Regions from separate parts of the Pungitius pungitius genome. Here region 2 is linked to region 1. A link is a contact called in public Hi-C data. All regions are on one chromosome and are shown on one strand. Each heading gives the region's core, a stretch centred on a gene start, on an enhancer-like site or on the middle of the called end of the contact. The rest is flanking DNA. Distances are from core to core; before and after follow the strand shown.

The links. A called contact is a pair of places that touch in the nucleus more often than the background predicts.
Region 2: a Hi-C map of muscle shows a contact between it and region 1, with 7 times the contacts expected there. The contact joins the promoter of LOC119198826 here to the promoter of xkr9 in region 1. A contact is called at or near these places in 2 of 2 Hi-C or Micro-C datasets (both in muscle).

Annotation. Positions count from the first base shown.
Region 1 is chr19:6,738,005-6,742,909 of fPunPun2.1, forward strand. It overlaps xkr9 (XK, Kell blood group complex subunit-related family, member 9), which reads left to right and starts at 2,014. Exons shown (of 3, transcript XM_037456083.2): 1 at 2,014-2,679; 2 at 2,918-3,132; 3 at 3,213-4,477. The coding sequence starts at 2,363. The coding sequence ends at 3,853. tram1 (translocation associated membrane protein 1) reads right to left here and starts at 644. Exons shown (of 11, transcript XM_037456085.2): 1 at 397-644. The coding sequence starts at 519.
Region 2 is chr19:6,865,336-6,870,240 of fPunPun2.1, forward strand. It overlaps LOC119198826 (musculin), which reads right to left and starts at 2,834. Exons shown (of 2, transcript XM_037456360.2): 1 at 2,270-2,834; 2 at 1,737-2,096. The coding sequence starts at 2,689. The coding sequence ends at 2,013. trpa1b (transient receptor potential cation channel, subfamily A, member 1b) reads right to left here. Exons shown (of 27, transcript XM_037455240.2): 27 at 4,310-4,905.

The sequences.
Region 1 (4,905 bases), core at 764-3,263:
TTATTTTCGTCATCAATCGGCGGGCCTGCAGAGACCAGCGATTCTAAATGTCGAGTTCAACACGGGGAGGGAAAGAGGACTCTATGGGGCACACGTCGCTTTAAGGAAATGCCGTTCAGGTTTATGAAAGCCTACCCCTGAGAAATCTATTGATCGCGGGGGGTCAACAAAAAAAATCCGAGGCCACCCTGCAGAGAAGCAACCAAAAAAAAAACTTTCTATTACAAGAGGAAGTAGTTTGAATAATAAGAGCAGGCAGCCGTGTCACTTTCCAGAGGGACAGATGGGGAGCATTCGGCATCCAGCAGCAGCAGCAGCCTGGGGGAGCCGGGTGGGGGGGGGGGGGGGGGGGCATCCCACGATTTAAACCCACTCAACATGTGGAGCGGTACTCACCTCAAACATCAGCCCGAGAAGGAACACCATAGCAACACAGGACACGATGTCTGCATGGTTCTGGATGACAAACTCATGGCTCAGCACCGGCGGGTTCTTGTTGGTCTTCTTTCGGATCCCCATGTCGACACTGTTCGGCTCAACTTTTTTTTTTTTTTGGTGTGGGAGGATTTGCGTGACGCAGCGAAGCCGGAGTTGTTTTTCTGTCGGCTATTATTATTATTATTAATAATAATAATATTATTAAAATGATTATTATCCGTGAGGTACGAGGACGCCGGACGCTTCCTACCAGCGAAGGGCCAGGCAGCGATTGAATGGCGTGTCACTCTTCTGCCAGTGGGAGGGTCGAGCTGCTGCAGGCGGACCAACGACGCTCTTTTACGCAGAGGAGAGGACCAGACGCGGCTCTCTGTCGCCCCCTGGCGGGTTGGAGTGTAACATCGTGTGCTATTATAAAGCCATTGCCTGTGGAGGTATGCTATCTCACTGATTTTTGACAATAGACCATTTTTTGTAGGTACAATTCCAATAAGCCTATTACCAAAACATGTATTTTATTCGAACAAATAATTAGGGGGGTACTGTTAATACATTGACATAATACACATAGTAAGTAAGTAAAGTTCAAATGTAGTTTTTGTTGCCCTGGGGCTCCCTGTTTGCGGATCCTGCTCTGAGATTACAACATCATCCAGCATGAGCTTCTACTCCTACCAAGACAAATCCGGTTGTGGCACTGAACATTTTTCAAGTTTCGCAAATATGAAGCGCATTGCAGTGTTCCTGAGCTTAGGTAAATATTTTCCCACACTTCATGTCGGTGCATCGATTACAGGAAAACCACTTTGCAAATCCAAAGATTGGTATTTAGTCTAGGGTTGCCTGGGGATTTCTACACTTACTGGCTGTGATTCAAGCCATCCAAAAATTTTCGAAAGAACAAAGGGTTGTGAAATGGAAGTTAAAGCAGGAACTGTCAACCAGTCATACACACACACACACACACACACGCACCTACTGTACGGGAGGCACAAGATCTATTATGTAACCACATTCTTCCGGTTCAACTGTTGGTTCAGTGGGTTGTCACTGAGGTGGAGACAGGCAGGTTTCAAGGAAAGAGAAAGAGAACGGCTGCATGCTGAAGGTCTGGCCTCCGTGGGACACGGTTGTGTGCCATGGAAACCATATACTGGTGAGTTGAATTGATATGTGCCCACAATCTTTTTGTAAATGAAGACAGAATGTGATCAATTGGAATGCAATTAATTTGGGATTTGTTAAGTAATTATATATTTTTGTATATTAGCTCAGAATAGTTTGTAAGGAATCTTTGTGATAAACTTTGGCTGTATTTCATTGAGGTAAAGCTAATATGAGTTTAAAATAGTTTGCTTTGGTTATGTTTTCCTTGTACTTTATCACCCCTCATGAAACAGTTGACCCTTTGATGAGGCTAGAGGATGTAAAAGTTACACTGTTATTGAGAAAATAGGTTTTAAAATGCCATTCAGGTGTTATAAAATCCTTTTATTTGATATAAGCCTTCAGAATGAACGTCATGAATTTTTTATTGGCCCTCCTGTTAGCGTCATTAATTGTTTGCTAATCAAACTGGTTGGTTTGCAGTTGGCAGGACTCATAAATACAGTGTTTATGACAAAACTCAAAGGGCAGGAGTGCTGTGACACACCGGCAGACTGCTGTCACGTTGCATTTCACCACTGTCATAAGATTGGTGGTAAACCTGCACAGGATGTGCATGAAACTTTGGGGCGTGATGACTGCCGCGTCTTCATCACGATGCTCATTGTTTTTCTCATGCTTCAACAGATCGACCAAGATGGGACCGCCTCGTTCCGACACCCAACCTGTCCACAGTGGCATTTCCCCCGATCCAAACCACACGCCTGGCTCCGTCCCAGAGCAAAGCGCCGGTTGAACTTCAACAATTGACATCGCAATGGAGCCAGCAGACGCCCAGTACACTAAACTGCGGTGGTTATTAACCGTCGCCGGACTGCTCCTGTATGTCGGGGACATTGGGACAGACGTCGGACTCGCCGCGGTATACTTTCAAAAGGGTGATTCCGCGTGGGCCGGACTGACTCTGGCGTTTGTTCTGGCCGGGCTGCTGGTCACGCAGATCTTCAGCTACGCCTGGTACCGGGACGACATGAGCGACGCCGCCAAGAACGCCGCGGGAAAACCAGCCGTCCCGGGCCTGTCCGGAGGCAGACTCGTTGTCCTGCACCTATCCGGCATGGGCATCTTCAGCAGGTATGCATTGTGACATGCAAAGTGGGCCTCCTGTGACTCGTAACGAGTGGCATGCAAATCCTTCAGAAGGGAAAAGCCCAAACTGGAACAACCGCATATCAGTGTTTTGTAACCTAACATTTTGCACCTTCTCATTCTGTTGAATCATTCTTTTGAATGGGAAGGTGTGTCCGAAGCTTGTCTGGCGCTGCACGTGTCCGACTTTGTTGTCGTTGTGTTTTGTCCAACCTGTTGCTAGGTACTATCACCAGCTGAAAAAGGGCTTCATAGTGGTTTGGAAGTCTCCGCATTCCAACGCCTCGGAGGAGAGGAAAGACGCCGACCGCGCTTTGTTTTGCATGGCCACGGATTTGAGCATGCTCAAGCTGTTTGAGACCTTCCTGGAGAGTGTCCCCCAGCTCCTGCTGCAGCTGTACTTAGTACTCGGCCACGGGGGCGGCTCAGCCCTGCAGTGTAAGTAAAGGCGTATTCGGGGGAATTGGTAGTGGTAGTCAGCATTTTACAGCATTTTGACGCGGAAACATGCCTTTCAGACACCTCCATGGCGTTCTCCTTCTTCAACGTCGCCTGGTCCCTGACCGACTACCGGCGCTGCCTGCGCAGGTCCCTCGCCCACCTCCGGGAGATGCCCTCGGGCCTCCCCACGGCCGTCTACCTCCTCTACAAGCTCTGCACCATCAGCAGCCACATCCTCAGCTACGCCGTCCTCCTCGCGCTGAGCCTCTACAGCTCCATCGGCCTCACCGTCCTCTGGCTGCTGGGGACGACCTGGACGCACGCGCTTCAGACCGACTTCTGCTCCTCGCGAAAGCTTGAGTATCTGTACCGAGCGGTCATCGGGATTGTCCTCACGTTCACCTTCTTCAACGTCAAAGGGCAGGACACCAAGGTCCCCATGACCGTCTACTACTCGCTGTACTTTTTGGTAAACGTCACGACTCCGTTCCTGCTGGGTTTTTTAAAGCCGGAATTGCAGAAAAGCCCCTTTTTGCTGACAGTGAGCGGGTTGATCTTCGGAGGATCGGTGCTGGGGCTTTGTTTCCTCGTGCTGTACTACCTCTTCCTGCATCCCAGGGAGAAGTGGCGGGAGGCAGACGAGTTGGACGGCGTGGACGGCGTGGTGGAGGCGACGCGGGCCACACAGAGAAGAGAGAACTTCTTACGGCCCGGATAACTCATTTCTGGTTGTTGGGAGGGCGGAGGAAAAGAAGGTTGTGAAACTGGAACTTTTGAAACTTGAGCTTTAGAAGGAACTTTGGACGTAGAGACGTTATCTGGATGGTTACCTGACAGTTATCTTATCGTAAGACATTCTTCTTTCCGAATAGAAATAGCTAGCAAAACAACAAAGTTGAGTGTATGAATGACTTTGTATTTATTATTGTTTTCTTGGAATTACATATTTATTTTTAGCCGACATAGGGCCTTTGTATTTCTGTTCGCTGGGTTCTTAATAAGCCTGAAGTTCACGTGCTGAACACAAGGTGGCCCTGTTGTCTAGGGGAACTTTTTCAGGGTCGCTGCTAAACCTTTGGACCCATATCGCCAAAAAAGGCCTTTCCTTCAGACAGGAAACATGCAACAATATTTCACAACTTTACCAATCACATGAATATATTCTCCCTTGATATTTCAAGTAAAATAGTATGACTGAGATCTAATACTTGAATGCCTTTTTGGTTCATCTTCACAATGCAAATAGTAATTTTAGGATTTCAGCCAATCCTGAATTATTCAGTTCTTTGTTTGAAGTTGCATGTTCATTTTTATTCTTTTCTCTTCTTTTCACTTACTTCACCAGAGTGTCTACTCGGCATGTTGATAATAAAATTGTCCAGGGAACAAATAAATGGGAAAAGATTTGATTCCCAAATATTAAGTATAGTGCAACATCAAGCACAGTTTCCTGCTGAATGACAAATCTTGAATAGAGTTTCTACTTCTCAGGTTCACCAACATCATCCCTTCAACCTCAAATGAAACTACCATGTGATCTTCCTCATCTTAATCATTAGAAAATGCTGAGGTGCTCCTAAATGACCGACACAGGAGTCACGGATGAGCTAACCAGAAAAAAAAAAACAGTCTAACTTTGTTTTGACTACCAGCAAAGTATTGCATGAGTCAAGCCGAAGGGGCAGAAAATGCCGTTTCTTTTGGGGGGGGGCGAGGAGGGGGGAGGGGGTACCGGCCCAGTGTGAGCTCACCTGGGAGGAACGCTGGCAA
Region 2 (4,905 bases), core at 1,584-4,083, 130 kb after region 1:
AATCAGAAAAATACATTTACTGCCAAGTCCTCTGAAATCCAAACATACAAAGCCAGAACATGTTTTTACACTGTAAGGAAATGCTGCCCTCTGCTGAATGATTAAAGATATTGCTGTTTATATCTGAGGCCACAAAGAAATCCTCTCCATCAGGATTCATATTTGTATTCAAACCTTTGAATCCCATTAAACCTGCTTACTGTAAGAGGCAGAGAGTTGAGCTTCAGCACACTATATTGGTAAAACCTTTTAACATTTAAAAGTCAGGCAAGTTTTAATGCACTTCATTTTACTTGTGATTTAGTATATCTACAAACAACACACTACTGTAGTCCCTGTCCTGTACAGTTGAACAGATTTGTATTTTATTTTAAAGACTAAATCTGTGAACAGGAACATTTTTCACAGCACATATTGACATGTCATAGTAAGAAAAGCCCAGATGTTAATAATTAAAACACTAACAATTGCTCCACAAATCCAGCAAGGTGAAGCGTCTACATTCTGTTGTTAATGTTATCACTTGAAATGTTCCGGTTCTGACAAAGGGGGTCCCTTGATTTCTCCAACTTTAGCATCTCATTCTGATTTCCTATTTTACCCAGAAATGGTTGCCAGTGGTGTAAGAATATGTCAACTGTTGTTCACGTTCCTCCCCACTAGATGGCGCTCATGTAGCATCACAGACCGCAGCGACACCTCGGCACCGGCCATCGCTTCCTCGGGCCCAAACACAAGAACTTCGGTCACAGAGAAGCGAAGAAGCGAGGTCCCTGCACTATAACGCCCACATCTTGTTGACCCGCCGCGCTTTGATTGATGGCCCCTCGTTTTCGGGTGCGCGTGCTTGCTTTCTCTCTCGCTGCCTCGTTTTGGATGGAGCGAGAACGGAGGCGGACTGAGTGTGAGAAGGCGGCTCATTAGCTGTCCGCCTCTGGCACACCGGCCGCTTTCTCCCAGGAGGACAGTTTAGACTTCTGGGAAACTTCCCAACAAGGCAACAGCTGCGACTAAACCAGGACCTGATGAAAACTCTTCCTCCTTCTACTCCCTGCGCCTCCTTCTTCTTCGCGAGCACTTTGGTCCGTGTGTGGCCCCCAGGGAGTTGATCTCCATCCATCTGTACTCACGTCGTTCAGGGGATTTGCTTAAAAAAAAGAGTCGTTGATCAAGAGAACATTGGTCATTTTTCTCTGTCTGCTATTTGTGGATGTTTGTAATTGTGTGTGTGTGTGTGTGTGTGTGTGTGTATGTGTGTGTGTGTGTGCGTGTGTGTGTGTGACTCTAGAGTCCTATAAGAGATGGTATAGTTAGATAGATCTCAATAAACACAAAAACTGCAGATCAGTTGGTTTCAAACTTTTTATGGGTATATAAGATACCCCTCTGCTAGAAACTAGAAAATGTTTGTAAAAATCAGAAAACTGAGATTAACTGTCATTTGAATTGATTTGAATATCACTAATTTTCATCTTCTTCAGGTATTGTTTACAAGATTCATAGATGACTTTAATCCACATGGCACTGGGATGTTTCCATAGAGGAAAACATGGAAAACCAAATCTCTGAGGGACTGAGTATGATGTTTGATTCTACACAACAAAGGACAGAAGGCAGATACTTTCCATGTTTTGTTTATCTGGAAAACATATATGAAAAAATACAATTATATCACAAATGTAATAAATACTGTAGAGATCAAAAATGGAATAATCCTGCACAATTTAGCTCCTCAATTGCAATGTCAGCTCAAAATGACAGACATCGTTTGAGTTGTGAGAGGATTCTGCCCTTCCAAGTCCAGCCGGTAACACTTATTATCACGCACACAACAAACTATCTCTGAAAACAACTTCTAGTCTTTATTGTTCCCACATTCTGAAATCCTCAGGGTTTCAACACTTGATGTGGATTTGAGTTCAAAGTCATTGCCTGGGACATTGAGGGGGACAATAGGACAGCTTCCCAGAGATGGATTGTTCCGTATTGTCTGATGATTGAATGAGGGAGTCCTACGCTGTGGCCCCACAGAGCCTCACAGGGGGTGAGATGCCTTGGCTCTCCTCAGATCGGCCTGTCATCATAAATGGCCAGGTCTGTCAAAGCAAAAGACAACAGGTTTTTAGCAATAAATGAACACATCCAACATTGTAGTGTACATTTCAAACACCAATCCGGTGGTTTTAGATTAGTTGATCTGGTCTATTTTTTGAGTACAGGTCATTCACACTGAGATGTTCCCCTTTTCAGCCTCCCAACAGTTGCGTACCAGGTTGACTGGGTGCACAAAGGTGTGCTCGAACCGCTCGTCCTGCAGAAGCTGTCTCAGGTGAGAGATGTAGCTCGAGGCGAGTCGAAGCGTGTCCAACTTGGACAGCTTGGTGTCCGCCGGTACCCAGGGCAGGCTGGTCTTCAGCCTGGAGAAGGCTTTGCTCAGCACTCTCATCCGCGACCTCTCCCTGGCGTTGGCCGCGTTCCTCTGCGTCTGCCGCGCGTCCCTCTGCTGCGCCCCGGGCAGTTTGCGGTGGCGCTTGTTCCTCCCCCCCACGGCGTCATCTTCCAACTCCTCGTCTGAAAACCGGTCGGGATCGTAGCAGGGTATCTTCCGTGCGCTCCTCTGCGAGGTGGAAGTCCTTCCCTGGCATGTGTCCTCGTCCTCGGCATCACTTGCAGCGGAGCCGGTGGACATGGCCGAGGCTCCACCTGTTGACCTGAGGGACACTACAGGGACAGCAGCGAGAAGAAAAAAAAGAAGGAAAAAAAAGGAGCAGATAATCACAACTTAAATTCCCATTAGGTCACCCTGCAACCTGTCCTCCGTTGGACCAACTACAATACGGACTGTCTGAGGTCGAGAAGTCTGACACGTGCAGATGTGTCTAACCCTGAAACAGGAGTGCTCGCTCAGCGACTCCTCTGATTTAAGTGTCCTGGACTTGGCATCCCTGCAGTTTTTTTTCTGAACATTTCTCCTCCCCTTTTCCTCAAAGCCGTGACTTCAGTAAGACCACAACTCTGTCTCCTAATGTATACTGTTAAAGACACAAGTAGGGCATCTGCAGCCCGGTAATAACATCCAACCCTGCAGATGGTGGTTATTGGTAAATCTACTGGATGAGGCACGCATACATCACATGACTTGGATGATGTCTCAGGCTGTATTTCAACACATTTGATGCGTTTTATTCCAGGAAGACATAACTTGTGTCATAACAAGACAGACAACACTTTGCAACATTTGTAAAATGCACAAATATAGTTAAACGTTCTCCAACTTTGTCGGTTCCACAGATGTGTTTTGGTAATAGAAATGTTTTGAGGACCTTATCAAAAGTGCCTAATCCTTTGCTGGTTTCACAGAGGGATTGGGTTTCTGCAGCTGGGGCAACCTTTCACACGCAGCCTTGCATGCACCAGCCCCAGCTGTTATCGGTTCCCATGACATCTGGAGCATTGGCATGACGTGGGTGTGGCAGAGGCGAAGAGGCACCGTGTCCATACCCATAGTATCCTAAACATTCTTTACTTGGCTGTTTCTGCCTTTCTTTCTTTTTTTATGTCCTCCAGACTTTTTCAGAGCTTCCATCTAATAATTGATTTCCCAAAGACATTGCCTGCAAGGTTTCTGAGAAACAAGCATTTGATTTGTACTGAACTCTATTAAACTATTACCCATCATAGTGTGTAAAACGTTGTATGACAATAGCCAGACTCTGCCAAGAATGACCTAACTGCAGCTGAGATGCACGCTGGATTTTGGTAGTTGGATATGGATCCTTGTGGAGAAAAAACGACCCCACTCTGCACTGAGGTGAATGCTGGACTACTACTAATTTTATTAAACTACTGGTATTTCAATTAGTTTAGCTTTTTGGTAGTTTGTATTCTACTTGCTTGTTATGGTGTTTGAAGTTCAACGTGATGTTTAAGTGTTCTGAGATGTTCCCCTGCTAAAACTTTGACAGACATAGAATGCTCCCCAATCCAAGAACACGTTCCAATGCATCCCACGATTCCTTAGTAGTTCTGCTGAGACAGTCACAGCTTCGTAGCTATGTCTCAAACTGCTGCTTGATTTACTGTCAGCGCAGAGCAGGCTGAGAAAGGACATTTGTGCTCATCAGTCATTCTGTGGGGTTAGAAAACAATGTCCTGAACATCCGTTTTCTTGATGGTTATACGGTTATTGTATTTTCCCCCAGAATAATTGAATTCAGGGCTGATTGTAATAAATATGACTTCAGACTTGACTTGATGGAGGAACGCGCATTTGTCCATCAGCAAAGACTCTCAGGGGTCGTGACCTTTATTGGAGCCCCGAGCTGTGGAAGCAGAGAGACAGGTGCAAGCTCATGATGTCAGAGGCCTCCGAGTTTCTCTTCCAACTTGCTATGATTCCCATGATTGCCACTAAAGCCAGGGCCTACAGCTTGGTGTGTGGGACACTAGTTAACACTAGTGAAGGAGGCTTTGCACACATCAGAGCTAATGAGCTACGGTGACATTTTCTTTAACTTTTCAAGTAAGAAGATTTACTTAACAACGTTTAATTATTCCTTGCACAAAAAGCAACATTAAGGCATTTCGATGGCAGCCACACATTATGCACAATAGACACATGGCAACAACATACACACACACACGCCACACAATGACTTAATGCATTTGTTCATCAGTGGGTCACGAGTGAAACTTACTGTTTCAGACAATAAAAACATTCAAAACGATAGCATACTATTAAAAAACAATTAAAATCACACAATAGTTAAAGCCCCTCTATTTCAAAGCGTTTCATTCAATAGAGAGTTACAATATAAGTACTAACATCATTTTACCGTTTATATCTATAATTTTAAAACTCTTGTGATAAATAGCTTTGTATATGATTGTTGCTATAATAAGACG